Linked DNA regions of Mus musculus: regions 1, 2, 3, 4 and 6 are each linked to region 5. A link is a contact called in public HiCAR-type, HiChIP or PLAC-seq and promoter capture Hi-C data. All regions are on one chromosome and are shown on one strand. The core of a region is the stretch at or near the end of the contact, and the rest is flanking DNA. Distances in the headings are between cores, read along the strand shown. Region 1 holds the start of Zfp598 (zinc finger protein 598). Region 2 holds the start of Spsb3 (splA/ryanodine receptor domain and SOCS box containing 3). Region 3 holds the start of Syngap1 (synaptic Ras GTPase activating protein 1 homolog (rat)). Region 4 holds the start of Taf11 (TATA-box binding protein associated factor 11). Region 5 holds the start of Rab40c (Rab40C, member RAS oncogene family). Region 6 holds the start of Hagh (hydroxyacyl glutathione hydrolase).

Region 1 (4,530 bases), core at 1,614-4,113, 1.3 Mb before region 5:
TTTTGTTTGTTTGTCTGTCTGTTTGTTTGTTTTTTTTTTTTTTGGTACATTTTGTTTTTACCCAGATCTCTCTACATGGCCCTGGGTGTCCAAGAGCTCGTGTAGATCAAGCCTGGGTCATTTGTCTTTCTGGTTTTGTTTCGTTTTGTTTTTTGAGACACAGGGTTTCTCTGTGTAGCCCTGGTTGTCCTGGAATTCTCTCTGTAGATCAGGCTGGCCTCCGACTCAGAAGAGATGTGCCTGTCACCACTGTCTGCATCCATTTGTCTTTTATCCTACAGGCTCTTTATGAATCTGTGAAGCAAAATGTTTGCATGCAGTTCCCCTCTGACCTGTCAAACCATGGACTGCATGACTGTGCATTTCCCAATGTGCTGGGCAGCTGTGCTGTCACAGTACCACAGCTACTCATCTGCTCTTTCTCATGCTACCAATTCAGTCAGCTCTATTAAAAACAGGCAAGAAGAGCTGGGCGTGGTGGCGCACGCCTTTAATCCCAGCACTCGGGAGGCAGAGGCAGAGGCAGGCGGATTTCTGAGTTCGAGGCCAGCCTGGTCTACAAAGTGAACTCCAGGACAGCCAGGGCTATACAGAGAAAACCTGTCTCGAACCCCCCCCCCCAAAAAAAAAAAAAAACAGGCAAGAAAAACCCCTGTAGAGATGCCTTTTACTAAATCTAAACCGGCAACACAAGAGGTAGGAGAGGAGAGCTTTCGCGTGACTCACGGCCTGAGCTGGAACAGCCAGTCTGCTTACCTGGCTAGAGAATGTTTATGCCAATCACAGCCTTGTCTCCTCAGTCACAGTAGGCCCTCTGCTGGCCAATCATGGGAAATAGTCCTCCTTTCTAGCCTGAGATGACTACAGGGTCATCTAGAGTTCCAGGTGTGTAGGTTTAAAAATGTCTGGTGTAGCCGGGCAGTGGTGGCTCACACCTTTAATCCATCCCAGCACTTGGGAAGCAGAGGCAAGGGGATTTCTGAGTTTGAGGCCAGCCTGGTCTACAGAGTGAGTTCCAGGACAGCCAGAGCTACACAGAGAAACCCTGTCTCGGAAAAAAAAGAAAAAAAAAGTCTGGTGTGAACTGTTTCAAACAGCTCTCTGATTGAGGCTGTGCCTTTAGGAGAGGGATAATCAACTCTGTTCACTGCGTTGTTTTCTCAGGTGTCTAAGGAGTGTTCAGAATGGTGGCAGATGGGTAGTCTGGCTGGCTGGCTGACTAAAAAAAAAGCCAGGGCAGCAAAGGGTGAGGCCAAAAGCTGTCAATTAGGAAGCCACATTCACCATCCCTCAGCCTGTACTTATTTGCACAAACTGGGACAATAAAGTACTTGCCATCAGCATCTAACGAGCTTATCATTAACATTCAATTGTCATCTTAACAGAAATGTTTTCATTTTTTAAAATTTATTTTTATTTTCTATGGACGTGTTTTGCTTTCCTGCCTGTGTACCACGTGTGTGCCTGGTGCCCTCAGAGACCAGAAGATATTAAACCTCCTGGAACTGGTTGTGAGCCTTCATGTGGTGCTGGGAATTGAACCTAGGACTTCTGCAAGAAAAGCTAGTGCTCTTAATTGTTGAGCCATCTCTCCAGTCCTCCATTTTAACAGATTTTTTTTTTTTTGAGACAGTGTCTCACTTCTACGTAGCCATGGCTGGCCTGAAACTATGTTGACCAGGCTGACTTCAAAACTTACAAAGTCTATGCCTGTGAGTGCTAGGATGAAAGGTATGTGACCACACCCTGTCATTTTAACAATACTTAGCCCTGCCCAGTTGCCTAAGAAAGGTAAATCCCCCTATCTGTCCGAAGATGGCAAATGTAGCCCGGTCTGCTTTACATAGTTGGTATGGCGACCCCAGTTTTACAAATGAGGTTATAGGCTTCAGTGGGGCAACCTAGTTCAGAAGCATGTAAGTCTAGGTACCAGGATTAGGGGTTTAAGTCATTTCTGATTCTAGCTAGCCATAGGCACTCTGGGGTCACACACACAATATACTGACTCTTTCTAGAAAGGGTTCAGATTTGGACCCATCTCGCTTCATCAGAAATCCGGAGACCGCCCAACAGCTGCAGACTTGAAGCCTCCGGTTCACTACTATCCACTCAAGCACCTCTGGGTGCTTCCCTTTCCTACATACTATGTCTGGCTGGATGTGTCTGTCTTACAACCAAGAAAACACGAGGTCCCTTCTCTAGTGGGATTGGGTGAGAATGTCTGGATGTCCTGATGTCAGAGGCTTATGTTCCAAACACAAGAGAGGTGCAGGGCTATAGAAAGGTTCCTAAAAATTTGTCGGATTCAGTCATTACTAGCTGAATTACTTATGTATGTATTTTGTGCTGGGAATGGAACCTAGGCACGGTAGGCAAGTCTCTGCCACTAAGCTATGTTCCCAGGACATCCAGTGAAATTTGCATTTAAGATACAAACATACTACATACTACGTCCAAGTAATGTTTGTGTGATACTTAGCTTAAGACTGATCGAGCCGGGCATAGTGGCGCATGCCTTTAATCCCAGCACTTGGGAGGCAGAGGCAGGCGAATTTCTGAGTTCGAGGCCAGCCTGGTGTACAGAGTGAGTTCCAGGACAGCCAGGGCTACACAGAGAAACCCTGTCTCGAAAAACAAACCACAGTTCGTGTTTTATCGGAAATGATGCTGGAAACCCTGTAGCTCCTCCGGCGTTTCCAGAGCTTGCGTCGGCGAAGGCGGAGAGACTCCGCATTTAAATGACTGGAAAGGCTTGAGCAGCAGTCATGAGCGAATGGCAGCTCTGTACAACACCAGGCCCGGGCGGAAGTCGCAGTGCGCACTTCCGCCAGGCGGGCGGTTGCCTGAGGGCAGTGACGTCGACGGAAGGGGCGGGTCCGCCGGGAGCCAGGCCGCGCTGTGCCGCGCCGGCCAGGAGGGGGCCGGAGCCCGGCCATGGCGGCGGCGGCGGGCGCCGAGGGGCGGCGCGCGGCTCTGGAGGCGGTGGCAGCGCCGGAGCGGGGCGGCGGGAGCTGCGTGCTGTGCTGCGGTGACCTGGAGGCTACGGCGCTGGGCCGCTGCGATCACCCGGTGTGCTACCGGTGCTCTACCAAGATGCGGGTGCTGTGCGAGCAGCGCTACTGCGCCGTGTGCCGCGAGGAGCTGCGCCAGGTGCGCCAGCGGGGCGCGCGACGGGGCGCGGGGAGGGCGGACTCCTGATGGCTTTGCCTGCTCGGTGTCCGGCCGCGGCCTGGCCTCACCCGCTCCCTCCGGAGGCCGGGTGGTCGGTCGGGGCGCCATGCGATCACCGGGCCTCCTGGGGCTGGGAGAAGCCAGAGGCGGCCGGGCTGGGGAAGGAGGAGCGATGTCTGTGGGAACTCTAAGCCTGGGGACTTTTCCCTATGACCTGGCTGCGGGAAGGGCAAGGTCAGGTCGAGAGCCCTCCTGTCTGTGAATCTTAATTTTTTCGGGATCGTCACTGAGGAGGAGCAGACAGCCAGGGGGAACCTCCAGACACTGTCTATTCTGGAAGCTGACTGCTCTGGAAAAAAAGGGTTAAACTGGACATTTCCAGACTAGTTGGGCTTCTGGGCCCCACCGGTGATCCTTAGCTCCTGAGACAGCGTTTCCATTTGTAGAGTGGAGGTGATACCAGGACCTGATTCCTAGGTGCTTGGTGGTCCACAATTTTAGGAAGTTTTCCTCCTCGTTACTAGTTCTAGCTTTGAGGCTTCCTTCCAGAGTGGTGGGAAGAGGATGTTTCTGGCTGTCTAGACTTGGAAATCCCGAAGGGGGTCAGAGGACTCCAGCAATGCCAGCCTTTGATGGGGAGTATCCAGCTGAACCTCCCTTGGTTTGCTGCCCGTAGAGATCTGTTTGCTTCCAGAATTGTGAAATTACCTTGGTTGGTTCGTGGAAGGTTTTGGCTAGTGGCTTCTGCCAGGGAATCACCCTTTCCTGTTCTTAGAAGTGATGCAGAGATAGAAATGATGCCAAAATTTTGAGTTTTTTTTTTTTTTTTTCTTTTCTTTCTGACCTTTTTCTTTCTCGTTGAGATAGGGTCTCACTATGTAGTCCTGGCTGGCCTGGAACTTGTTATGTAGAACCAGTATCTGCCTCCTGATTTCTGAGATTAAAGGCAGTGCACCACCATATCCCGTATTTGAGACAGGGCCTGTAGCTCTGGCAGTCCTGGAACTCATTCTCTAGACCAGACTGGCCTTGAAGTCACACAGATCCACCTGCCTCTACCTCCTGAGGGCTAGGTCATTCTCCACCATACCCAGCACACCCAGCTTTTCTTTCTTGATATTTATGTCAAAAGACTCAGCTGGAATCTGGAACATTCCCTAAGCATCTATGTCATACTGGGGAAGAGGGACTAGAAGACCCCAGACATAGTGTGGTGGAAGGAGCCTTACCCTACTGGATGAGATCTGGGGTTTAGAAACATCTCTGGAAGCTTTTGGCTGGTGTCCTACTCAGGGTCTTGCTGGGGCTTTGCTGGCCAGTCGTGCACACGCTGATGGGAAGGTCTGACACGGGTTTTGA
Region 2 (4,710 bases), core at 952-3,451, 1.0 Mb before region 5:
ATCAGAGGTCCCTGGAGGTGTGTCCACAACCAGATAATCCAGCTGCCCCCAGGCCACGTCAGACACAAACTGCTTTATCAGTGCTGCAAAGACCCCAAAGCCCAGCAGTAATCCCTGAGAAAGGGTTAGGAAAGGAAAGGCCCATCTTGTCCAGCCCAGGATCTCCATCAGTTGCTTCTGGGCAGCTCCCAGGGAACCCTGGGGACATGTGCCACACACGGCAGCCAGGGCCCGCTGATCTTCGAGATAACATGGCAGAGCTTCTGGGGTCCCACAAGCTCGCCTTGCTTTCCAGCAGCCTTACCACCTGCTAGCACTCAACTGTCTGCACACTCCACGTGGCGGGGTGTAGCCAACTCCCATTGAGGCCCCAGGTGAGGATGCAACCTAGACTCTAAGGGCATCTGTGCCCTCAAGCCCAGAGAAAATGCCCTGGCTCGAGCACCTTGACAGCACATCCAGGACAGCTAGCCATTAAATCTAAGTGTGTTATTCTTCCCAGGCAGTCTCTCATGGCAGCTAGGATGGTTCAATGTTACCCGCTTAAAGCTCAGCACTGGGATCCACTGCACACTGTGCGGCCTTAGACCCTTGGCTTGAGTGAGGGCCCGTAGGGAGGGTTCTCAGAAGGGAGATCCCTTCCTATCTAAGGAGTGCCTGATGGCTTCACAACAAATGCAGAGCACAGCTTCTCCCTTGATCTTGGTCTCATGTCATATTCTCCATCCAGAGGCTGGGAGAAACCCAGAGGTATATATACCCTGAAGGGTGGACATCTATGCGCAGTAGAAGCGTTCCAATGGGAAAGAGACTCCAATACAGGCCAGGGCCAGCTTCTGGCTTTATCCAATGGCAGTAGGCACGAGATGGGGGAAAGCGGCCTCAGTAAAGAGGCACTGAGGAGTTGGAGGAAGGGAGGAAGCACTGCTTCTCACTAAGTTCTTACCATGTTTCTTGGGACCTCTCCACACCACGGCCTCATCAGGGTTTTCCAGCAGGAACCCCACAGACATAAGGGAGATGCTCTGCTCCTGATCCACAAAGACAGGCACCCAGCCATTGTCACACTGGTGCACGGCCTTGCCTTGTGCACGGAGCATGTGTGGTATGCTGGGACCGCACAGGTCCACATCTAGGATTCCCACCTGCAAGGAGGAGGATGCTGAGGGGTGGAAAGAAGTCTGCCAAGCCTGTTGGGAGCTAGGGACAACAATGAAACAGGTGTCAACCCTGGTCCAGGCCTCACCTTCTTGCCCTGGTGGCGCAGAGCCAGGGCCAACTCCGTGGAGATGGTGCTTTTCCCAACGCCACCCTTTCCAGAAAGAACAAGGATGATGTGTCGCACCCCGGCCAGGTTCCCGGGTTCTGGTGAGAAACAGGAGTTGGGGTGTCTGAGAGAGCGACAAAGACAAAGGCACGCGGGTAGGTCTTCTAGAAGCCCCAGACCTGTCTCAGCCTCACTTCTGTCTGAAGTGGAGCAACTGAAGGCACGTGCACACGTGAACGCTCACTTCAAACTGCCAGCTAATTTTAACAGACACAGAGGAAACTAACAGAGTAGATGATCACAGCTAAGCGACACCCGCGCACAAACGCAGACTCCACACTAGAGACTTCCAGTTCTAGGGAAGCAGGGCCCCCAATTCTCGGAAAGGCGTGAGGCTGAGGTCTTAGAGCAGATATAACCGCCGATGTGTGCATCGCGACACTCGGCTAGCTCAGTAAACAAGGGGACATGGGATGCTTTGGCGTGGGCCTGCACGCGGTTCGCCTTCAGACTTTCCCAACCCCTCGCGTTTGACCGACCTGCACGCTCACCGGCAGCAGCCTCCATTCCGCTACTAGTTGCTTTTCGCGGCTCTCTTCCGCTTCCTCTCCAAACTTTCGCAGCCTTTGAACCAATGGTGACAAGAGCCCGCCCCTTACTCATTTTGAGAGGTTAGTCATTCACCGTCCAGCCAATCAGATCACCCAAGGAGGTCCCGATCCTGGCAACTGATGATGACGCCACGGGCACGGACACACTTCCTTATATTTGTCCAATGGTCATGCGAAAGTTTTTTTTTTTTTTGACCGCTCTAGCGAGGGCCAATAGAAACTTTGGTTCAGGATTGACAGTTTGTGCAAGCCTCTTGACAGCAGTCCTGTCTCGCGAGACCCGCCCCCGCGCGAAGCTGCCATAGAGCCCGCCTTCGGCTGCCGGGCCAATGCAGGGCGGGGGCGGGGATTGTTTGCGTCGCGGCCGGAACGGAAAGTGGGTCAGCGCCGGGGGAGCTTTTTGGCCGCAGGTGAGCCGCGCCGGCCCAGCCCGGTCAGGCCCGGCGGCCGGCGGGTTGACCTTGCAGGCGGTCAAGCCGGCCACCCGTTGTTCCCTGGCGGTGGCGCTCGGGAGTCTGGGCGGGGGCCTCGGAGTCAGGCGTCAGGGACGGCATCGCTGTGGCGAGATCCGCGAGCCTTTGGCGAGGGAAGCAACCTTCAGCCCCGCGGAGGCCGAGCGTGGCTACGTCCAGGGACATCTCTGGTTCATTCATTGGGTTCCTACTGTGTGTTCTTATACGGCGCTCAGCCAACCCAACTGCTGTGGAGTGCTGTGCGCGGCCCCGCCCGGCTTCTTTGTGGATGGCCGGGGCGAGGTAGGGTAGTACAGTGGGTCTACAGGGGGACAGGAGGCAGCTAGGACAGAGTCGACTATTAGACAAAGACAGTCCACTCGGGAGAGGAGATCCGGACCTCTCAAAGCCTTTCATTTTGTCCCAAGAACGATGTCAAGCCAGTGAGTTTAAGGTTGTATCAAAGACTGAGTTTGTAGTGTGCAGAGCCGGATGGGTGAGAGGGAGTTGTGTGGTGCAGGAAGCGGTGGGGGTCTCCAATGGCAAGGAGGGGTGTCAGGAGTGGATGACAGCGGTGTTTCTGGCATGAGGAACTGGATGCTGTGGATGCCATTTGCCAAAGTGGACCGCGGAGGAGGAGCAAGTTAAGTGTCAAATGCCTGAGGGGCAACAGCTCCTGAACAGAATGCAGAGATGGGCTGGGACACATCCAAAGTCATGGGTGTCTGGGTTGTGTTTCACACCATCGCCCTGGGCTTGATTGAGGTGCTCAGATACTCGAGCCAGGTACGAGCTTGTGGGAGTTTCTGGAGCTCAGAGCTCAGTGTTGAGGGCTTGGAGTCCCCAGCCTTTGGTGGATCCATGGCTTAGGCTGCCAGGTAGAAGTGGCAGGGGGCAGAGTTGTGGGGTGTAGATTTGGGCCTTGTTTGGACATTGATACATTACATGTCTTTAAAGTTACAGTTATTTTTTTCCAGGTTCTCTCCACTATGGCCCGGCGTACACGGAGTAGCAGGGCATGGCATTTCGTCCTGAGCGCAGCCCGCCGAGATACAGATGCCCGGGCTGTGGCTCTGGCAGGCAGCTCTAACTGGGGCTATGACTCTGATGGGCAGGTAGGTCGAAGTGGCAAGGTGGGGATAACCAGTGTCTATGTTGGGTGAAAAAGACACTGAGCCAGGCAGCTGAGCTGTGTCCTGGTATGTGGTGCTTTTTGGTCTGGTAAAGCCTGAGGTATGTCAGGCCTCAAGACAAGAGACAGGGATCGAAAGTTCTGGATAGTGCTGGTTACTGTACAATGCTTGTTCACCAGGCCTGCCAATTTTATTATTGTGTGCCACAGTGAATGGGTCAGGAGCCTTGTATGTGTGTTCTATCTTACACCTTTATTTGGTATCTGGGGAGCAAGCTTAGGTTGTCCGTGACGTGCAGTAGCACACATACATATGCTGAGCCATTTGGATCACCCTGGATGTTTTTGTCACACAAATGCTGTATTTCATGTGTGTTGTATATGATAGGATCTGTGATCTTTTTTGGGTTTTTGAGACAGGGTTTCTCTGTATATACCTGGCTGGCTTTGAACTCAAGAGAACTGCCCAAGTGCTGGGATCAAAGGCATGTGTCACTATCCCTGCTGGTTTTATTTTCAGAAATGGTCTCACACTGTAACACAGGCAGGCCTTGGACGTGAGACAGTTTATTGTGTGTGGGCACACGTGTAGAGGTCAGGAGTCGCTGGAGTCAGTTCTCTACCATGTGATACCCTTAGGGTCATCAGTGCATGATTTTTCTTTATAATATTTATAGTTCTTGAAGTTCAAATGTCCTAAGACTTCCTTTGTTGGAGTCTCTGAGCACAAGGTAGATACCCAGCCCAGTGTGCCTGACTTGGCTCCTGGGAGTAGGTGGCTACTGACTTGCTGGTACCAGACTGGTGTTCTGGCTCTGCCCTGTACTGCCTCTACTCTGATGTTACAGCTCTCTGAAGCCGGGTTAGGGTTACAGTTAGGCTCCCTTCTAGAAGCCCATTGGATCACCAGATTATAAGGAAAACTTGATTTACTTACTAGGTCAGCAGTGCCCCAGGCCCTTCTTGGGGGCTTTTGAGCTTGAGTCAGCCCAAATTTTCAGCTACACCTCCAGTTCCTAATGATGCACCTGAAACAGCCTCAGTCATCACAGTGACACACGCATGCCTGTTGTCTGTCATGTGGCAGGTAGCTGTGGGTGTTCCTGGGCCTGGGTTGGGTTGAGCATCCTCCTCCCTTCCTCCTGTCCTAGGCAGATTGGCTTCTTACTCAGTGGATCTGCCTTGCCTCTAGAAGATCCCATCTTTGCCAGTGGGGTACAAGGTCTGCTCTGAGGTATGAGCCTTCCC
Region 3 (4,525 bases), core at 1,753-4,252, 1.0 Mb after region 5:
CCAGTAAGTTCCACCACACAGTGTCCACCTCAGCGCTTGGGGGAGGGGAGGCGGGGAGCGGGGTTTCTTCTCACTCAGTGGCAGAGTGTTTGCCTGAAATACTCAAGGCCCTGCCTGGTTCATCCCCCAGCCCCACCACCACCACCAAAAGAAAATCTCAAAGTTCTTACCGAACAAACTCTGTCAGAGCAGGGACCAGGGAGCTTTGGGTTTTAATCATCTAAAGGGCAAAGACAGACATAGTTCAACCAACGGGGTAGAGAACTGGTGTCAGGAGAGGGCCAGAGTTGTCAAAGGAGCCAGGCAGGGGGGGAATTTTCTCACCATCAGCACCTCACTATCTTCCTCGATCTTTCCTTTCCATTCATAGCTGAAGAGGTCAGAGAAAGAAGGGAACAAAGTCTTGGGAAAGGAAGATTTCTCCCAGAAAAAGCTCTCAGCCCCTCCGGGTAGATTTCCGTTTCTAACTGACAACTCACATGGATGTGATCTGCGGGATGAGGTTGACGCAGGCTGCCAGACGCTTCTCTACCACTGCCCTGAGGGTGAAGCGAGATCAGAGTGTGCACGACCCGGAAACAGCACCCTTCCCCTAACCCCAACGCTCTCTCTAGGTCATCTGGCCGAGGTCCCCACCTGGCGATCTCCTTGGCGACTTTTTCGTTGGGACAAGTGACAAAGGCTGCAGAGACTGATCCTGGAACGTAGCCGGAGCCCGAGGCCGGAGGGGGCTGGGACGGAGGGCTTCCAGAAGCCATTGACAGCAGAGCTCGGGGTAGCAACAGAAGGCGGGAAGCCACCGGCAGTAGCGCTGGCATCCAAAGAAACGACAGGAGCAGAGTGGCCTGGAGCAGGGGGGAGGGCGGATTCAGTGTCCCCACAACTGCCCCAGGAAATTGCACCTGGGCTGCCTTCTGGGGCAGACACCAAGCCTCTGCGCTGCCTTTTCTGCACCAGGAAGAAAAAAAAAAATGTCCCTGAAACTTAAAAGAAACTTGGGACAGCTCCTCTGTTCCGCTGCAGAAGCTGGGTGAGACTTCGAGACCGGAAAAGGCGGGGCCAGACTCACCCCTCCGCCGAGCAAGACGCCGGGCGCCCGCCCCCAGTTCATGCAGCCCGCGCTGGTAGAGAAAAGAAGAAATCAATGGCCGCTCATTGCACGGACGAAGGACCCCGAGCCCCGGCGGAGCGGCCGCCTCTTACCTGCAGTAGCCACGTGACGCGAAAACAGTGTGCACCACGTGACAGGAGCAGCCCTGCCTTCCCGGAGTCTCCAGACCTGGCCAATCCCGGCCCTCAAGTGGCCCGGTAGCCCCGCCCTCTTAAGTGGGCGTGGCGTCGAGCCCTCCGACCAATCGGCAGCTTTATCTGAGGTCGTGCGCCCCAGCGGCCCGCCCATTTCCGTGAATCCTCAACCGGTTGCTGGCAGGGGAACGCCGCTGCGGCGACCCGCCGTCACGTGATGAGGCCTGTCCTTTCAGGCGGCGCCGCCTCAGGAGCAGCGAGCGGAGGCCAATTGCTGGCCGGCCTCGCGGTCCACGTGACGTGAGACCTGGCGACCCGCGCTGTCGCTGCGTCAGGCTGGGGCCGGGGAGTTGTCCTGAGCTCCGGAGTGTGCCTAGTAACAGCCCCCCTCCCTCCCCGCGCTGACAGGCAGCCTTGGGTGGGGACAGTTCCCCCCACCCCCCGCCACCGCCCTTGCGTTAGCACCGAGCTGAGAAGCCAGCTGTCCCTGGGTAGGGGGCAGTGATCAGGCAGGCTCAGACCTGGCACTGCCGTGGCTGGGAGAGGAAAGACACCTTTTCAAAGCACTGGGTGACACCTGTAAATGGGCTAGTGGGTGATGGAAGATACCCAGAGCCCAAAGCTTCGGACAGAGGCTGACAAATGAGTGGAGAGGAGAAATGAGAGTTGCAAGTTAGAGTTCAGAGTGTGACCCTGTTCTTTCCCCCTTGCTGACTCTTCTCCCCAGGACTGGCCCACCTCTCGGTCTTGGGTCTCCTTACCTTCATCCATTCCCCCAAGGAACCAGGACCTGCCCTACATAACCTCCCTGGAGCCTAAACACATCCAGTGACCCAAAAATGGAGAGGGGACCAGTGAGAGGACAGAGAAGAGGGTGGAGACAGCAGGAAAAAGGGCCCTGCCGCCCAAATATTAGCCCTCCCTCCAAGGTCTGGGGTCCTTGGCATGGGTGGCTCCTGTTAGGCTTCTGCATTTTCTTGAGTTGGGGGGGGGGTTCTCAGAGATCCTTGTGTGTGTAGGTGAGGGGTTGGGGGTCCAATATTTGGGTCCTGTGGGGGTGGGGGTCCAATATTTGGGCCCTTCCTAGGGTCTGGGTTACCTGGGGAGTTGTTTCAGGAAATTGAACCTCGCAATCGGTCACTAACTCACATCTTTCAGATGTAATGTATTTTAGATCTCTATGTGGTCATCTTCATCTTTGGGTCAGCCGAATGTCTCCTCCTTCATCCCCAAGTTTGCAGTTTCTTTGAGATACGAATGTGGGGTTTCTTACCTCTAGCTAGATTCTAAAATTTAATTCTGGCCTGGGGCACTTTCTAATATTGGCTTCATCTTTTTCTTTGGGTCTAGGTCTCTGTTTTGGGTCTCCCAAACTACAAGTCCAGGGTTCGAATAAGATTAACATGGGTCTGGAGAACCTTGCTGACACTAGAGTCTCATATTCTGGTCCCTGACTCCTTTCTTTAATTTAGGGGGTGGGGTCTGAGCTCAGAGGTCTCTTTCCTTCTAGATTTGGATCTGTGAGACCCAATTTGTTGAGTATGGAGGTGGGGGGGGGGTGAGGTGGTGAGTATCTTTCTCTGGGTCTGGGGTCTGTCTGAGGGTCTTGGGTCAGCTTCTACGGGACTTCCCTGGTGTGTATGAGTCAGGGGTCCCTCGTTCTCTCCTTTTCCGGGTCTCCCTGGGTAGGGGTGGGGGCTGCAGTCTCTCCCTCCTCCTCCTGCTCTCTCTTCTCTAGCTCGCTTCCCCCGCCCCCCCTCTCTCTGCTGCCGCTGCTGCCGTTGGCTCTTATTCTCCTCCTCCTCCTCCTCTCTCCTCCTCTCTGCTCCTCTCCGCTCCTCTCTCCTCCTCTCTCCTCCTCCTCCTCCTCCTCCACCTCCTCCTTCTCCCCCTTTCTCTCCCCCTCTTTCTCTCTTCTTTTTCTCCCCCCGTCCCCCCGCCCCCTCCCCCTCAGGCCTGATGAGCAGGTCTCGAGCCTCCATCCATCGGGGGAGCATCCCCGCGATGTCCTATGCCCCCTTCAGAGGTACGGTGGTGGTAAGGGGAGGGGAGGGCCAAATGGGGGGGCAAGAGGGGGAGGGGCAGCGGGCGGGGGAGGGCCGGGGCCACCGAGGGGAAGGAGCGGCTGAAATGGAGGGAGAGGGGAGGGTCGGGAAGGCAGAGGTGGGAACAGTGGGAAAGGAGGGATTAGAGGCATAGGGGTAGGATAGAGGGGCTGGGACACGGGCCTTTTCAAGGGGGCTGAGGGGAAGATGATGGAGGGGAAAGCGCGTCAGAAAGGGATGAGAAGGGAGGACTGAGTTTGGGGAAAGGCTGCAGAAATGGTTTGGATTTGGGAGCAGAGTGAGGAAGAAATTACCAAGGAAGTAGAGGCATGGTCTTGGGAGAGGGTAGGGGGGAAATGAAAACACAGGCGGCATGAGAGACCAAGAAGGTGGGAAGGGAATTTGGTGAGGGGCTCAGGGTGGTAGGACTTAGGAAAAGAGAGGAGGATGGAGGGAGGGAAGGGGCCAGATGGAGAAAGAAGGTGGCAGTGGGGGGGTGTGGGGGGTCCAGATGGAGGGAAGAGAGGAGAGAGAAAAAGGATTGGGGGAGGGGACACCAGAGAAGGGGGAGGATCAAGTGGTTTTTTTTTTTTTGGTTTGGGGGGGGGGATGCAAGTAAGATTGAGGGGTGGGGACAAGGGCCAGATAAAAATCCTGAGGGTAACTGGCCCTCATTAGGACTCTGGAGAAGTGAGATGCAATCCCTGAGTCTCATTTGCTTTCTTAATCGCTTTGACCCCTTCCCCCACCCCACCTCTTCTTTCCAGTCCCCCTCCCTGCCTCTGCTGTCCATCACTTATATCTTTCCCCCCATATGGTGTCCGTTTCTTATATGAGTCCCCCTTCTGTTCTTCCCCTGTATTGGTCCCTATCTCATATCTCTTCTCTTTCCCTCCCTCTCTTCTAATAACTACCTTAATACACCACTGCTGCTCCTGGGCCCCGTGTCTCAGATCCCCTGACAGGTCTCTCTCACTCCCTCTGCCCCATGTTGGCTGAAACCTTCTGGTCCATTCCCTTGCCCTAGGCAAGCAACCACCATCTTTACCATCTTCCTTTTCTCTTAGGTTCACGCTGTTACTTGTCCCTCAGCTCACCCTCTGTTTCCTATCCCACTTCCCATCTTGTCACATGGTCTGTGCTTATTTCCTCTTATTCCCCAACCTGGTGATTCCTCTCTTCTTGTCCCCTCTGCTTCCTGGGGTGATAGAGATTGGGGGGGGGGGTTACCAAAA
Region 4 (4,421 bases), core at 773-3,272, 2.0 Mb after region 5:
GACAGCCAGGACTACACAGAGAAACCCTATCTTGAAAAACCAACCAACCAAACAAACAAACAAAAAACAAAAAAGAAAATGAATAATCCATTTCCCAGCCTAGCCATGATCATACAGAGGTCCTGCATCTGTTTACACATTACGAGGAAAATGCCAAGGATCCAAACAGCCACTCTCCCTCGGGCCCACCCTTCTGACCTCACTCCATAGATGTCAGTACAGTCCCTTCCATGTGTGTCTTGGGAGCTCCACACTGAACAGAGCTCTGTTCTTCTGATCCTTTCTCTACTGGATCACGAGATCTTTCCCAATACTAGAATACAAATTTTATTTATTTTATTTTTTTAAATAATTTGAGACAGAGTTTCTATACATAGCCCTGGCTATCCTTGAACTCTCTCTGTAGTAGTCCAGGCTGCCTTGTACTCAAGAGGTCCACCTGCCTCTGCCTCCAGAATGCTAGGCTTAAAGCTGTGCACCACCATGCCCAGTTCGGAAGCTTTTTTTTTTTTCCTTTTGTAATTTAAGACAAAGTCTCATTTTGGATTTTCAGCTTGTGGAAATTATAGACTTGTACCATTATATTGAGTTTAAACTAAAAACTGCAGAAAGCTCAGAGGTTAAGAGCATTGGCTGTTCTTGCAGAGTATCTAGGTTCCATTTACCAACACCCACATTTCAGCTCGCAGTCATTAGCAACTCTAGTTTCAGGGGATCTAATGCCTTCTTCTGACTTTTACAGGGAATGTGCCAGGCACATTACACGGCAAACAAAAATACACAGGCAAAACATTCATATAAAAAATATTCTTAAAAACCCACAATTTTTCAGTTACTACGGACATTCATGTGTGTGGGTTTGTAAGTGGACAACTTTGTGCAGATAGTCCGCTTCTACCTTAACGTGGGTTCTGGGGATCAAGCACCCTGACCTGCTGAACAATTTCGCCTGCCCTAAGCTAAAAACGTCTTCAAGATGTTTACTATTTACATTTCTCCTCACATAAACACTTAACCGTTTTATTCACAAGAGTGATCCAAACTCTGTCCTAGCCAACTTACTATAAAATCGTAATACATCAAAACTCATTAATGAGATTTAATGGTTCCTTTAAAATGAAAGGTATGTCGGGAAGTGGTGGCACATGCCTTTGATACTAACACTTGGAAGTCAGAGGCAAGGGGATCTCTGAATTCGAAGCCAGTGTGGTCTATAGAACCTGAGTTCCAGGTTAGCCAGGGCTACCCTGTCTCGAAGGAGGAGGAGGAAGAAGAGGAAGAAGGGGAAGAAGAGAAGGAGAAGGAGGAGGAGAAAGAAGAAGGAGGAGGAGGAGAAGAAAGAAAGAGAGGGAGAGAGAGAAAGAGAGAAAGGAAGGAAGGAATTCATATTTAAACTCATACAGAAATATGGAGAGGGGGAGAGAAGGCATTATCTATCTGACAGCCTTTCTAACTTACTTTCCACTATTGATCTACGCGTGTTTCTAACCTTTGTGCTTCAGATTTTCAAATTTATTTGTCCTTAACCATTTTCTCCTCGTCTTTTATCTTCTTGTCTCCTCCACCTTCCTCCTCAGCCTTCCCCCAAAAGGAGCTGGAGTACAAGCAGGCCTGAATAGGGCTCTAACAGCACCTACACCTTCCCGTTCCCTCTCCTGCCCCTCAAGGTTGCAGACTCACAAACAGTCGTGGGGGAATTCTAGTTCCCTGGCTTTGGAAGAAAGCAGTCAGGAGCGCACCCGGGTAGTCCTGCAGCGTTATCCACCAACTTCCACCTACCTCGCTTTCCTCCGCCGCGGCTTCTTTCAAGTCCGCGTCTCCATCCCTGTCGGTTTCCTCCGGGATTCCCTCAGTGTCGGCTGCCACCAAAGCCCCAGGAGTAGCCCTCGTCTCCTCTGACTCCCCTGGCTCCCCGCCTTTGTCTGTGGGCGACTCCCCGAGGTTGTCCATCGCGAGAGCAGGGGGTCAGAGGCGATGGCAGCACCGCCGGGAGAAGGAGCTGTGGAGCGGAGCTGGAGCTGAGGGCTCGTCGTCGCGCCGCGATGACGTCACGCCCACGGATCCTGGGAGGGGTCACTTCCAGAAGCGCGTTGGTTGCCCAGGGGATTCATATAAACGGAATTTGTTTTAATGTGAAAGAAATGTAGAAGTCTAGATCCTCCGCTTCAGGGCAGAAGCGTTTTTGAAAGAGCGTAATTCGTTTCCCGAGAGACTTCTTTTTCCTTCTTTTTCTTCTCCTTCCTGGGAATGTAATGCCAATTAACCCTTCTTTAACTTTACTCCTTCAGCCCAAAGTCGGGGAACAGGGAGAGAACTCGGTCCCGCTGCTTGTTGTTGCCGTGGACTGAGCAGCTTCCGGCAGCGACCTAACCTCGGATTTCCCAAAGAACTAAGACCACCGGCTTGTGTCCACCAGGGAAGTTTCCCTTCTGTTTCGCAAGCATCTCTAACGCCAACAGAAAGTATCCAATGGTTTCATTTAACACTTCAAATATTGGCCACCTGCCTCGCGTCAGAACAGGCTAGTGTTGTGAGGGAAAAACAGAAAAAAAAAAAAAAGTCATCCTTTCCCAATTACATTTCCCTCCTTAGTCCACCAATATTAAAAATTGGAAATGGTTCCCCAAATCTGACTTTTAAAATGTCTCTCATGACAACTAAGAGAAAGAAGGTCTCTTCTGACTTTTTCTGAAGAGTTAGTAGGATGGAGTGCGAGGATAGTGTCTGTTAAGAGTTCTTACATTTTTTTTTCATGTGTATGGGTGTTTTGCATGTAAGTCTGAGCTCCACATGCGTTCGTGGTACCCTGGGAGGCCAGCAAAAGGTGTTACATCCGCTGGAGCTGGAGTTACAGACTGCTGTGAGGCGCCACAAGTGATGGGAATCAAACCTAGATTCTCTGGCAGAGCAACCAGTGCTCTTAACAGGGAACCACCTCTCCAGCCACCCCCGTACTCCCTCCCCCCCCCCCACCTTTTTTTTTCTGGAGAGAGGGTCTCACTATGTAGCCTTGGCTAGCCCGTAACTTGCTTTGTAGATCAGGCTGACCTTAAACTCACAGCGATGCAGCCAGCGGCTTCTGCTTCTCGACTGCTGGGACAAATGGCAGTTGCCACAATGCCAGTCTAACTGCAGAAGTAAAACTCTCAGGTCTTCCCTCCAGGAGGCACCAGAGGGAGGGATTTTTCAAGTCTGGTTCTAGATCTCCGCGCCTATCCCGTATTGAATCTATGCGTTTTGAATGGAGTTGAAAACAGAGGTACGCGTTACCCCCTTTTCTTTTGTTTCTACGGTGCCAGGAACAATGACCGCATTTCCAGTGCCATGAGGTCCCAAACCTTTGGGAAGGCGAGCAGTTCGGGAAGCTCCTGCAGGCGTGCCGCCTCCGATCTCCGCCACCTGGCGAATGGGCGGGTCCGCTAGGCGTAGACCGCGCCTGCGCCAGGCTCGGCTCCGCACACCGAGGCTCCCCTCCGCCAAGCGGGCTCACCTGCACGGCGGCGCCGAGCCCCGCCCACTAGGTGGGCAAGGGGGCGGGGCGCGGGGGCGCGGTGACGCGTGACGCCGGATCCCGGAAGTGACGCGCCGCCAGGGAGTGGGGGAGGCCGAGGAGGCGGGGGGAGAGGGGGTGGCGTCCCCGGCCGGTTTGAGGGGTGCGTTGCCCGGAGACGGAAAGTTTCGGAGCCGGAGCAGGCTCTGCAAGGCTCCGGGTTGAGGTCCGAGGGGTGGCGGTCCTGGGGATGGGGAAGGAGCAGGAGCTGCTGGAGGCGGCCCGCACCGGGCACCTCCCGGCCGTGGAGAAGCTGCTGTCCGGGAAGCGGCTCTCCTCCGGCTTCGGCGGCGGCGGCGGCGGCTCAGGCAGCGGCGGCGGCTCCGGGGGCGGCGGCCTCGGTTCTTCTAGCCACCCGCTCTCCAGTCTGCTGAGGTGAGTGCGCGCGCCGGGGCTCGCAGCCTGGACTGCGAGGGCTCCCCCGAGAGGTCACGGTTCCTGGGGCGCGCGCGGCGCAGGCCGGGCTCTCGTGTCTGGCGTCGCCGCTGCGGAGAATGGGGGGAGTGCCCAGGTGGCAGCCCGCGCCGCATGGCACAGCTCGGCGTCACCCTCGCCCGCCGTGAGGTGCCAGCTGTCGCTTCTCACAAAAGCCGCTTCAGAGCAGACCGAATTCGCGGAATCCCTCTCACATCCTGCAGGGACTCCCACGCCGTGCAGAGCCTCGCGACTCCCCTAGAGCACATTCTCGGCTTCCTTCCCCAACGAGCTTAGAACGTTCCACCGGGCTGTGCGGAACCCGGCTTTTGTTTGTTTTTAAAATTGCTTCTGCATTGATCACGCACGAGGTGTTCAGACTTTGAGCCCCTCTTGCGCCTGAAGCTCAGTTTGTCGTTGTCACTTTGGCTGGGTTCGTCCAAGTGGCATCTGCTCA
Region 5 (4,479 bases), core at 1,878-4,377:
ACTCCCCCTGACTCTGTCACTTAGAGAAATGGAATTCAACCCCAATGAGAGGCAGCATGGAGTAAGATTCCCATAAATGGTGTTGACCAGTGGGTCACTAATCTGACACCACAGCCCTGCCTGTAGCAGGGTCTTCACAGCATGCTGGGACACAGGCACATTATCCTCACTCTCTCAGGTGAATGCATCATCTGATGCCACAGACATCTCTGTAACCATCAAATCCCAACATTCTCGGCAATGCCCATCGTCAGCATCACTCCACAGCTTCCTTCATAAACACTAACTCCCAAAGGAACAGAGAAATGAAGGAGCACCCATGGACCCATTAACAGGCCATGAGCATATAAACCACAATGGATTTTCCTGAAGGATCCAACACTTAGGAGTCTTTGTATGAGCTAGGACGAGATATAACTGTCTTACAATGCCCATATCACAAACAAGGACAGTCTTGTGTGCTGTAGTAATAATGTTTCCTGGGTTCAAGGGTAACTACCCAGTTGGCTGGCTTGAGGCCAACAGGGACCTATCATCCCAATGCCACATATCAGAACCAGAGGCAAATTTATTTGTTTTATGCTTGTGTGTAAAGGCTGTTCCCCACCCCCGCCACACCCCGCCCTGTCCTCTCCCACAGCTGAGACTCCACAACGCCTTTTCTCTGGAGCATAATTCCACCATGCATGCCCAGATGAAGCTCTCTGAAAATGTCCTGTTCCATCCAGAGAGGAGATCACTGCTGCTGGGCACAATCACTGTTGTGTCTTCAATGCCCTGATGTTTCTAACTCCACAGAGACCCTAACCACAAGTATTTAAAGCACCAGACCAGAGGACTCCTGCAGACGCTGGGCATGTGGCCACAGTACTGTCACTGTTTCAGGTGTCAGTGCTAATCAAAGAAAAAAAAAAGTCGTTTTGATGACTCACATGTTTGTAAAGTCAGAGAGAGCGATGTTCACACCCAAGGAACAAGCTAGACCAGACGTTGAGACAGGTAAATAACCCAGCTGGGATCAAGAAGGAGATCAGGGGCCAATATGGAGCAGCAGACTCCTTCCCAGGTGGGGACTACCCTGCTCAGAGGAGCCCTGGACCTTGAAAAAAACCTAAAAGTGAAAATGAACGTTCTCTTTCTGTTTTCCAGACATGGTTTCTCTGGGTAGTCACGGCTGTCATGGAACTTGCTCTATAGAACAGACTGGCCTCCAACTCAGAGGTCTGCCTGCCTCTGCTCCCCAGCACAGGGACTAAAGGACTACACCACCAGCACTTGGCTGACATGCAGAGGATGTTTAATAATGGTGAGAGAAAGGAATCATGCGCTTATCTACTTAGAGAACGAGAAGTCCAGCTCTTTCAAACAGTAAATACACACTGTGCGCACACTCCAGAACCAGCTGCTTTACCACTGCTAATCTCTTCTCTGAGGAGGCCCAATGCTCTGACCCAAAGGCCTGATATCTGTGCTGTATGCATGTCAACCCAGCATGAGAACCATGCTGTTGAGGCTGTTTGCCTCTGTGCTTCACACTGCTGGACCCACACGGGCCGTACAGCTTGTGCATCGTGAAAGCACTGGGTGGGTGAACAGTGCCCATGGTAAGTCTCACACCTCTGTACTCTTTATGTGCTAGTGGCCCCACTTCGGGTAGCACGTCATAGGAAATCTGGCAAGACTCCGTTGACAGAGGAGAGGAGGAAAGAGGATCCAGCAGGAGGCTGTGTGGATATGTGGTTGAAGCTGATGGGGAAAGGAAGAGTGGAGCAGGGACAAGCAGTCTCTCCAAAGCACAAGTTAACACTAAGCATTTCTGAAGCCAAGCCCAGCCCTTCCCACACTCCCCCATTGGAAAGGTAACCCCCCAAAGCCTTTCTGAGCAGGGCTGTCACCCTGGGACGCCCAGTTAAATACCAGTCAAGGCTGCCTGGCTGTGCAGAGGTCTTTTCACATACCCTGCAAAGTAAAACCATGACTCTTCCTTTCCTGCGCTGAAGATGCCTGCTGTGAACTGAAGCTGAGAGGTGCTTGGGGAGGACTTACAGAGAAGATCCAGCGCTACTGTTCAAAAGGAAGGGTCCTCCACTGATGTCCTGGCAGTCATCACCCTTGACAAGTCCTAACTGCTAAGAGTGGTAGATGTCTTACCTACACACTCAGCTGTTATTTACCAGACCGCCAGTACTCAGAGCAGTAAGACAGGGCTAACAAGACCCCAGAGAATGAAGTAAAAAAGCAGAGTAAAAGGGACTCGGGAAGCGACCAGGAAGGTAGAATTAGTCCAGTGATATAAGATGACAGGCCCACTGCACATTAATTCCTCCGGAGTCAGCAGCCCCTGTGATCCAATCCCACCCACTGTTAGCTACGATTTTACCTTAAATATCTAAATTAAGAGGCAAGCTCAGGCAAGTGCCAGTGATGCAATCTACCTTGTGTATTTTTTGCCATGCACCCGGAAGTTAACAAAAATCACATCGCAGCAGACCTATTTTCTCCCTGCACAGGGTGCGGTGTCTCTGAGCAAACCCCTCCGGCGGCAGTGCGGTGAGCACCGGGCCCGTCGTGCGGTATCTGCCGCGCGGCCCATTCCAGGCCCTAATGGACTCCAAAGACCTGCTGCTGTGACTTCTTAGTAGCCACCAGGACCCGCGCCCGCTTGCCGACGGCTCCTCAAGGCAGGGCCAGAGGATACCGCAGCGACACGCGCAGAGGCCGCCCGCTCCCGCGACAGGCCGCTCCCACCTCGCGCGCCCACAGCCAACCCCGGCCTACCGTTGCTGTAGGCGTACGGGGATTCAGCTGCGCCGTCCTGAAGGCTCTCCAGGATCTCGCCTTTGCCCACGTCGCTGTCGCCCACCAGCAGGAACTTGAGCAGGTAATCGTAGCTCTTCACTGGACTGCCCTGGGTGCCCATCCTCCCGCCCGCCGCACCGCGGCCCACGGCACCGCCGCCAGACCTGCGGGCGAAGGCTGGTGAGCGGCCGTGCGGTCAGGACGCTGATGCTCCCGCCCGCTGGCCACCGCCCCCAGTGCACCCGCCCCGCTGCCGCCAGCTTCACCTCAGCCTCCTAGCCGCCGCCGCCGCCGCTGCCGCCGCCGCCACCCGCCGCTTCCCGCACGGCACCGCGCAGCCCCGCAGCCCCGCCCCCGGATGCGCCGCCGCCATTGGCCACCCTCCGCCGGCCCTCTCCGGGCCATTGGCCTGGCAGCCTGGCCGTCACGGTCGCCCCGCCCCCACGTCGCCCCACACAAGGTGCCGCCCAGCCCACGGTCGCCCCGCCCTGCCCACTCGCCACTGCTACTGGCCCGCTGCCACCCTCTTTCTCACTTCTGTTGGTCTACATGCTTGTCTATCACTGAAGTCCCGTCCCCGCTATTTCGTACACAGTGTTGCTGAGGCTGGCGTTTTTCCCCGCCTCCTCGCTGTGACCATTGGCTACTTCCCACTGATTTTCCGAAATCATTGGTTGCTCTTGCATGTCCATCCCAACCCCTACTGCTTCCTGCAGGATGCCTCAGAGCCATAGTAGCCGGGCACCGACCTGCAACATCCTGGCCTCCCGCCCCCTCGTCATCACCATTGGCTACTACTGCTAAGGCATTTGTGCCATCTAACATCGATCATAACCTCCTAGGCCCACCCCTTTCCTAATTCGGGCCAATCAAGAGTCAAACATTACACAAGTCTACCCTTCCCCCCTCGTGGACAAGCGGAAGGGTAGAGATAACTCCTGCTTCAGCTGAGTCCCGGGAGGAGGGTGTTGGAAGGGGGCAGGTTATCTATCAAGCTGCGTTGGCCGGCCGCTCTCACAGAGACCCAGAAGGGAAGTAACAAAGTTCGTCGTACACTGTGGGGCTCGCCTTCCCTGAGGGCAGGGCGGGGACAGCCACTTAGTGTTCGCCCTGGAGGGGCAAGCCTCTCTCCCTTGTGGGCTGTTCCAAGGGGTGGGACTTCCTCCTGGCTGCGGAGTGGGCGGGGCCGCTACTGAGTGTTTTGGCACAAGGATGGCGGCTGAAGTCCACCTCTGAGCTGTCTCTTGTGGGGGACATCCTTCCCAAAGCGGATCCTGAGGGCTTGGACCAGCGACTGAGCAGCGTTGGCCCGGTGAACTCCAGGATGGGCAACGCATTGCATGTGCACACTCGGTCGGCCAGCTCCAAGGCTGGAGGGCCACGGACAGCGTTCTTGGTTAAGAGTGCATTCACAAGTCACATAAATAGCAAAAAATTTAAAACGTAAAACATAAGCCGGGCGTGGTGGCGCTCGCCTTTAATTCCAGCACTCGGAAGGCAGAGGCAGGCGAATTTCTGAGTTCGAAGCCAGCCTGGTCTACAGGGTGAGTTCCAGGACAGCCAGGGCTATACAGAGAAACCCTGTCTCAAAAACCCAAAACCAAACCAAACCAAACAAAAAACAAAAAAAACCGTAAACATAGATTGGGACCAACGCTCTTGCACTGTAAGCCTAACAGT
Region 6 (4,831 bases), core at 2,042-4,541, 1.1 Mb before region 5:
CCACGTGGTTGCTGGGGTTGAACATGGATCTTCTGGAAGAGCAGACAGTGCTCTTAACCTCTGGGCCATTTCTCCATATCTGAAAATTACAGATATTGAATCTACTGAAGGGTAGTTTGACTTCATTGACTGTATCTTTTAGCTTTTTCATAGGCTATATTTGTTTAAAATAAGTAGAAGGGATATGTATCTTCTTGGTGTTGGGGTTACTGTTATTTTAGCAGGAATTGAGAACTGGATTGGTTTTGATTCCTGCATCCAAGGATTTGTGTAATGCTGATGTCAGATGTGTGTTCCAAAGCTCATTCTGCTGCTTGATGGACATTGGCCCCATGGCCATTGTGCATTCTGGGCACTAGCTTGTGCCCTCAGATTGCTTAATTCATCTGTTAACTTGGTAGATATCTCAGCTCAACCTTGTACTTGCTAGCTAGACTAACAGTACATTGCAATATGAACACACCCTTTGACTTTGGGAACCCAGCCACAGCAGTTAGAAATTAACAGCGTGTTGATTCCACAAGCAAATCCTAATGTCTAAAATCAGAGGGCTAACCTGGACTCACTCATGATCAATGAAAATCATATTGCAGAGGCGCTGACTGATGTGGAAGTCACAATAGCTAGGATAAGCATCAGGTAGGAAAATGGTATGATGTAGTATTTAGCTATTCTTTCAGCAGCAGTCAGGCAAATAGGGAGAGGATCATGAGTTACAGGCAAGCCTGAGCTACATAGTGAGACCCTGTCTTAAAAAAAGGATGTGGAAGCAAATTATTTTAAAACAATATTTATATAGACTTGGAAGAATTTATATCAAATGTTTAACTTCGACTGTCTCTGAGTAGATGAACCATAAGGTGTTTTGTTCCTTTCCCACCTAATATTCCTCACTCATCTATAATAAACATTGATTGCTAAGTAATTCAATAAACTACTAGAAGATAAAAAAATGGAAAACTTAGGTCAGGTGGTTTATGAAGTTCAAGGTCAACCTGAGCTACAATAGTGAGACTCTTAAAAATCATATTTCATATTTATCAAATAGCACTATGGGACCTCATAATAAATAATTAAGCATGGGGCTCACAGAATACCTAAATGCTTAAATTTTCTTATATATCTACTTATATGACACTACCTATGCTGTAGTTAAAACTTCAGGTTCTGAGTTTGTGACAATTTCATTACAACTTGGCTCTACTTCAGTTCTATCTTCTAAGTCTGCATTGTCATCAGAAATAATAATAATGCCAGTGGTATAGCTTTGCAAAACAAACAAAAAAAACAAACAAGAAACCCAGAATACACAGAAATATGGAATGAACTATGGTTGGCATATTGCCTTACAGTAATGATAAACTACTAACAAGATGTAACATGCCTTCTTAAAGGGACCAGCAGGCTCCTATGTACCCTCTCAGCAAAAGCCACTATCTAATTCTACAAGACTCCACTAGGCCCTGACAACTGTGCTGTGCATCCTGACAGGCATTTTATCAGGGAGGGGTGCAAGCATGAACACACACAGCATCTCCAGGCTTGTCAGTTCCCTAGGGCCTGTGTCTTTGAGGTGGAAGTATTGGTTTATGTGGTTAATAAGTTAAAGAGGCACAGTGCTCAGGAAACCAAAGGCCAAGGTCCTAAGTCCCAGAGGAAGAAGTGCTCCCCACCCTGGGAAAAGAAAGTGCTCTTTTCAGTCACACAGAAATGGTCTTTATTTGGAAAACAATTTCAAAATTATCTTCCAAACTCAGAAGCCACACCCAAAGTAAACAAGGCAGGGCTGCAGCAAGAGCTCACTTAACAAAATTCTTATCTGGCTTTGAGGTGGAGGACTTTCCCAAGTAAAAATCAACTGGAGTGCTCTGTACAAACAGCTTTCCTAAAGGCCAACAGCATTAATGAGTTACTTCCTTTGCACTTTTAAGTCTGGAGGTATAGACTTCAGAATGATTTATTGAAAAGTCTATTCAGTTCAGTTTTAGAAAAGAAAACTACAACTTCTCAAAGTTTAGTTTAACATTGCCCTCTTGGGAAGCATTCTATATCCTTTAGCTTCGTTGTTCCTGTTTCTATTTCAGTCCCAGGTCTTTTAGATCACGTTATTTTTTAAGGATTCATCTTTTTTGACATGTCTAGCATAATTTTTAGATTTTCATTATTAGTGTCATTTATTTCCCTTGCTTCTGTCTCCCTTCCCCTTTGGCACTCTACTCTCAGTATTCTGATCTTTTCACCTTGAACCTCATACTAACCACCCCATCTATGCCGGCCTCGATCTCATCGTTTTCTTTAATTGGCCCAACTCCCTTTGGAGTCCCGGTCAAGATAAGATCTCCTTCTTCCAAGGTTATTATCTTAGAAACATAGCTGATGATGTAGGGGATGGAAAAGATCATAGATGATGTTTTGCCCTCCTGCCTGAGCTCTCCGTTGACCTTGAGCCACAGTCTTAGGGCATGAGGGTCAGGAATCTTCTCCTTGGGCACGAAGGCACTGACCGGGCAGGAGGACGTAAAGCTCTTAGCCAGGGTCCACGGCAGCCCCTTCTTCTTGCACTCCTCCTGCACATCTCTGGCAGTCATGTCCAGGCACAGGGCATAGCCGGCCACGTAGTCCATGGCTGCAGCCTCCGGGATCGCTTCACCACGCTTGCCCAGAAGCACTCCCAACTCCACCTCGTGGTGGAGGTTGCGGCAGTAAGCGGGCATTAACACCGGTGAGCCCTCGGGAGCGTACGCGGTGGACGGCTTCAGGAAAAGCACAGGCTCACTCAGCACGGTGCTGCGCATCTCTTTGACGTGATCTGCATAGTTCCTCCCCACGCAGACGATATTCTTGCCCCACTCCCAGAAACGAGACAGCGGTTTGGTGGAAGCCATAGTACAGCTTTGGGTCATGTGACCACCGACTCCCCCGGACTACGGCGGCCTCCAGAGGACTGGCTTCGGACGCTGTCCAGGTCGGAGCGGCCCCGCCCTTCCTTGCGCAGCAGCGGGACGCTGAGGTCAGCGAAAGGTCTCTGCGTGCAGGCGACTGCCCCAGAGAGACGAGGAGGCTCACGCTCAGCCTCCTCCAACACCCACTTGCAGACCGAGTCTACAGGCCAAGGCTGCTAGGGCAGCTAGGGAACATTTTGGGGGGGGGGGGCAGGAGCTACTACTGATTGGCTAGGGGCGGCGCGGCGGTGCGAGACAGGCACTGGTTGGCTGTGAACTCTATGGGCGGTCACTGATGGATTGAGGGCGTGGCATTTTGGTAAAGAGCAGGAGTTGGTTGGTTGGGAGCAGTAGGAGGACGACACTGATTGGTTGCAGTCGCCAACGCCAGTGTTGATGCCCACGACGCTGGTGTTGCGGACTCCGCGACCCGGCTGTGCACCCCGTGGGTCATGGTGCTGGGTCGCGGGTCGCTGTGTCTCCGGAGCCTGTCAGCGCTGGGAGCCACCTGCGCGCGCCGTGGTCTGGGTAAGTGTGTCTAGGTACTGACGCGGCGCGGCCGGGTGCTGGAGGCCGGACGTCGGTTGGGCGAGCCCTTGCTGTTTCCAGGCGCAGGTGCTGAGCGCCGCCGGGCGGGCGAGAAGCGGGGCCGGGCGTGTTGAGGGCCTTGGAATAGGCATCTGGCGCTGGAGGGGTTCGTGGCCCGGGATCGAGGCAGAGGGCTGGCACCTGCTCCCTCCTGGCCAGAGTCCGACTCCAGTTTTGGGGTTGCGACTTTAGTTTTTAAGTCGGCTTTTCCTCTTAACGTCTGATGTGGCGACAGTGGGTTGCCAAAGCCCCGGAGCTGGCCAGCCTGAATTCAGCTAGCCGGGAACTTTGGAACAATCGTGATTGAAAGTCTATGAACCATCTTTATTAAGAAGTCCGCTCGTTGAGAACAGAAGTATGGGTCTCCATTTAAGGGATACCCCTTAGTGTCGCTGCTGAAGGCTGTTTAAGAGCTAGGCGATTTAAGAGCTAGGTACAATAACTACTGAGCAGCCGCTCAGCTTTTGGTGCCGCAGAAGCCCTCCTGGTGAGAAGAGGCAACTCTGAAACGTTTTTTGACGTTTGAGCAATATAAAACGTGTCTGTGGATTTGACCTCAATTCAAACAGAATGTCCCTAGTTGCAAACTAAGGAGCTGGGAGCGATGAATTCCTTCCATAGGAGTGATCGCATCTTCTTCAGAGCAGTCAGGCTCTCTTCCGACTAGAGTGGGTTGAGCACTGGTAATAACATGATCTTTATCCATGCAGGTTTGTTGTGTTTTACCAGGAAGTACATAAAAGGGCTCGTATTCACCTGTTTCTCACCCTCCGCTGTCCATCGGCGTGGATAGTGCTAGGGCTTAGGGGAATTCAAATATTACAGAAACCTGATCTTATAGAAATGCTTATTTTGCTGAACATGAGAAGGGGTCTGGAAAGTGCCCAGCTGTTGTGCCAAAAAAGGAGAAATGGGGAGCAGGGTTGTGACAGAGCACTTCCCTAGAATGCTTAAAGCCCCAGCACCACAAATTCAGACAAAAGTACAGTGGAGTCCCTTGGTCATTTGCTGCCTCCTTGGCCCACTCCAAGACAATCCTTCGGTGATAAGTTCTCTGCCCCTCATGCTTGAGTCCCAAGCAGCAGTTTCTTCTTTTCAGGAGCTTGCACTGTGTGTTTTCCATTATGCTGGCCATAGCTGAGAAAATACTGTTCTCTCCTTGGGCTGGAGGCCTGAGAAGGGCTGAAAGCTTAGAGGATTTAAGTCCATTAGTGCAGACGCCATGACTGGAGAGTGAGCGGCCATGCTCTGGTGCCTTGTCCTGCCATCTTTAGGCCTGAGTCACACCACAGGCAGGTAAC

The links. Promoter capture Hi-C pulls out the DNA fragments that hold promoters and counts their contacts. HiCAR-type assays count read pairs that join an accessible place to other places. HiChIP or PLAC-seq counts read pairs in DNA pulled down with a chosen protein or histone mark.
Region 1: a contact with region 5 is called in a promoter capture Hi-C map of pre-B cells, with 2.1 times the contacts expected there. The contact joins the promoter of Zfp598 here to the promoter of Rab40c in region 5. A contact is called at or near these places in 1 of 39 promoter capture datasets (pre-B cells) and 1 of 9 other capture datasets (adipose tissue).
Region 2: an H3K27ac HiChIP or PLAC-seq map of double positive thymocytes shows a contact between it and region 5, with 3 times the contacts expected there. The contact joins the promoter of Spsb3 here to the promoter of Rab40c in region 5. A contact is called at or near these places in 1 of 39 promoter capture datasets (embryonic stem cells), 1 of 484 Hi-C or Micro-C datasets (CD4 T cells), 4 of 115 datasets of contacts at active chromatin or transcription factors (double positive thymocytes, large pre-B cells, microglia and 1 more) and 1 of 9 other capture datasets (liver).
Region 3: a contact with region 5 is called in a HiCAR-type map of astrocytes, with 4 times the contacts expected there. The contact joins the promoter of Syngap1 here to the promoter of Rab40c in region 5. A contact is called at or near these places in 3 of 39 promoter capture datasets (the C10 cell line, hematopoietic stem and progenitor cells and hippocampal neurons), 4 of 115 datasets of contacts at active chromatin or transcription factors (astrocytes, extraembryonic endoderm stem cells, microglia and 1 more) and 2 of 9 other capture datasets (adipose tissue and liver).
Region 4: a contact with region 5 is called in a HiCAR-type map of astrocytes, with 3 times the contacts expected there. The contact joins the promoter of Taf11 here to the promoter of Rab40c in region 5. A contact is called at or near these places in 1 of 39 promoter capture datasets (pre-B cells) and 2 of 115 datasets of contacts at active chromatin or transcription factors (astrocytes and thymic regulatory T cells).
Region 6: a contact with region 5 is called in a FOXA1 HiChIP or PLAC-seq map of pancreatic cancer cells. The contact joins the promoter of Hagh here to the promoter of Rab40c in region 5. A contact is called at or near these places in 2 of 39 promoter capture datasets (erythroid cells and hematopoietic stem and progenitor cells) and 2 of 115 datasets of contacts at active chromatin or transcription factors (embryonic stem cells and pancreatic cancer cells).

Annotation. Positions count from the first base shown.
Region 1 is chr17:24,666,824-24,671,353 of GRCm38.p6, forward strand. It overlaps Zfp598 (zinc finger protein 598), which reads left to right and starts at 2,864. Exons shown (of 12, transcript NM_183149.2): 1 at 2,864-3,150. The coding sequence starts at 2,935.
Region 2 is chr17:24,884,473-24,889,182 of GRCm38.p6, forward strand. Spsb3 (splA/ryanodine receptor domain and SOCS box containing 3) reads left to right here and starts at 2,202. Exons shown (of 7, transcript NM_001163751.1): 1 at 2,202-2,288; 2 at 3,308-3,445. The coding sequence starts at 2,208. Nubp2 (nucleotide binding protein 2) reads right to left here and starts at 1,878. Exons shown (of 7, transcript NM_011956.3): 1 at 1,807-1,878; 2 at 1,247-1,365; 3 at 947-1,145; 4 at 1-83. The coding sequence starts at 1,834.
Region 3 is chr17:26,938,248-26,942,772 of GRCm38.p6, forward strand. Syngap1 (synaptic Ras GTPase activating protein 1 homolog (rat)) reads left to right here and starts at 3,003. Exons shown (of 19, transcript NM_001281491.2): 1 at 3,003-3,271. The coding sequence starts at 3,205. Cuta (cutA divalent cation tolerance homolog) reads right to left here and starts at 1,291. Exons shown (of 7, transcript NM_026307.3): 1 at 1,204-1,291; 2 at 1,070-1,121; 3 at 637-845; 4 at 480-539; 5 at 325-370; 6 at 171-220. The coding sequence starts at 1,111.
Region 4 is chr17:27,905,722-27,910,142 of GRCm38.p6, forward strand. It overlaps Taf11 (TATA-box binding protein associated factor 11), which reads right to left and starts at 2,023. Exons shown (of 5, transcript NM_001379368.1): 1 at 1,780-2,023. The coding sequence starts at 1,950. It overlaps Anks1 (ankyrin repeat and SAM domain containing 1), which reads left to right and starts at 3,585. Exons shown (of 25, transcript NM_181413.4): 1 at 3,585-3,925. The coding sequence starts at 3,741.
Region 5 is chr17:25,916,587-25,921,065 of GRCm38.p6, forward strand. Rab40c (Rab40C, member RAS oncogene family) reads right to left here and starts at 3,128. Exons shown (of 7, transcript NM_139154.2): 1 at 3,066-3,128; 2 at 2,779-2,963. The coding sequence starts at 2,920.
Region 6 is chr17:24,847,199-24,852,029 of GRCm38.p6, forward strand. It overlaps Hagh (hydroxyacyl glutathione hydrolase), which reads left to right and starts at 3,292. Exons shown (of 9, transcript NM_024284.2): 1 at 3,292-3,470. The coding sequence starts at 3,395. Fahd1 (fumarylacetoacetate hydrolase domain containing 1) reads right to left here and starts at 3,104. Exons shown (of 1, transcript NM_023480.3): 1 at 1,698-3,104. The coding sequence starts at 2,903. The coding sequence ends at 2,220.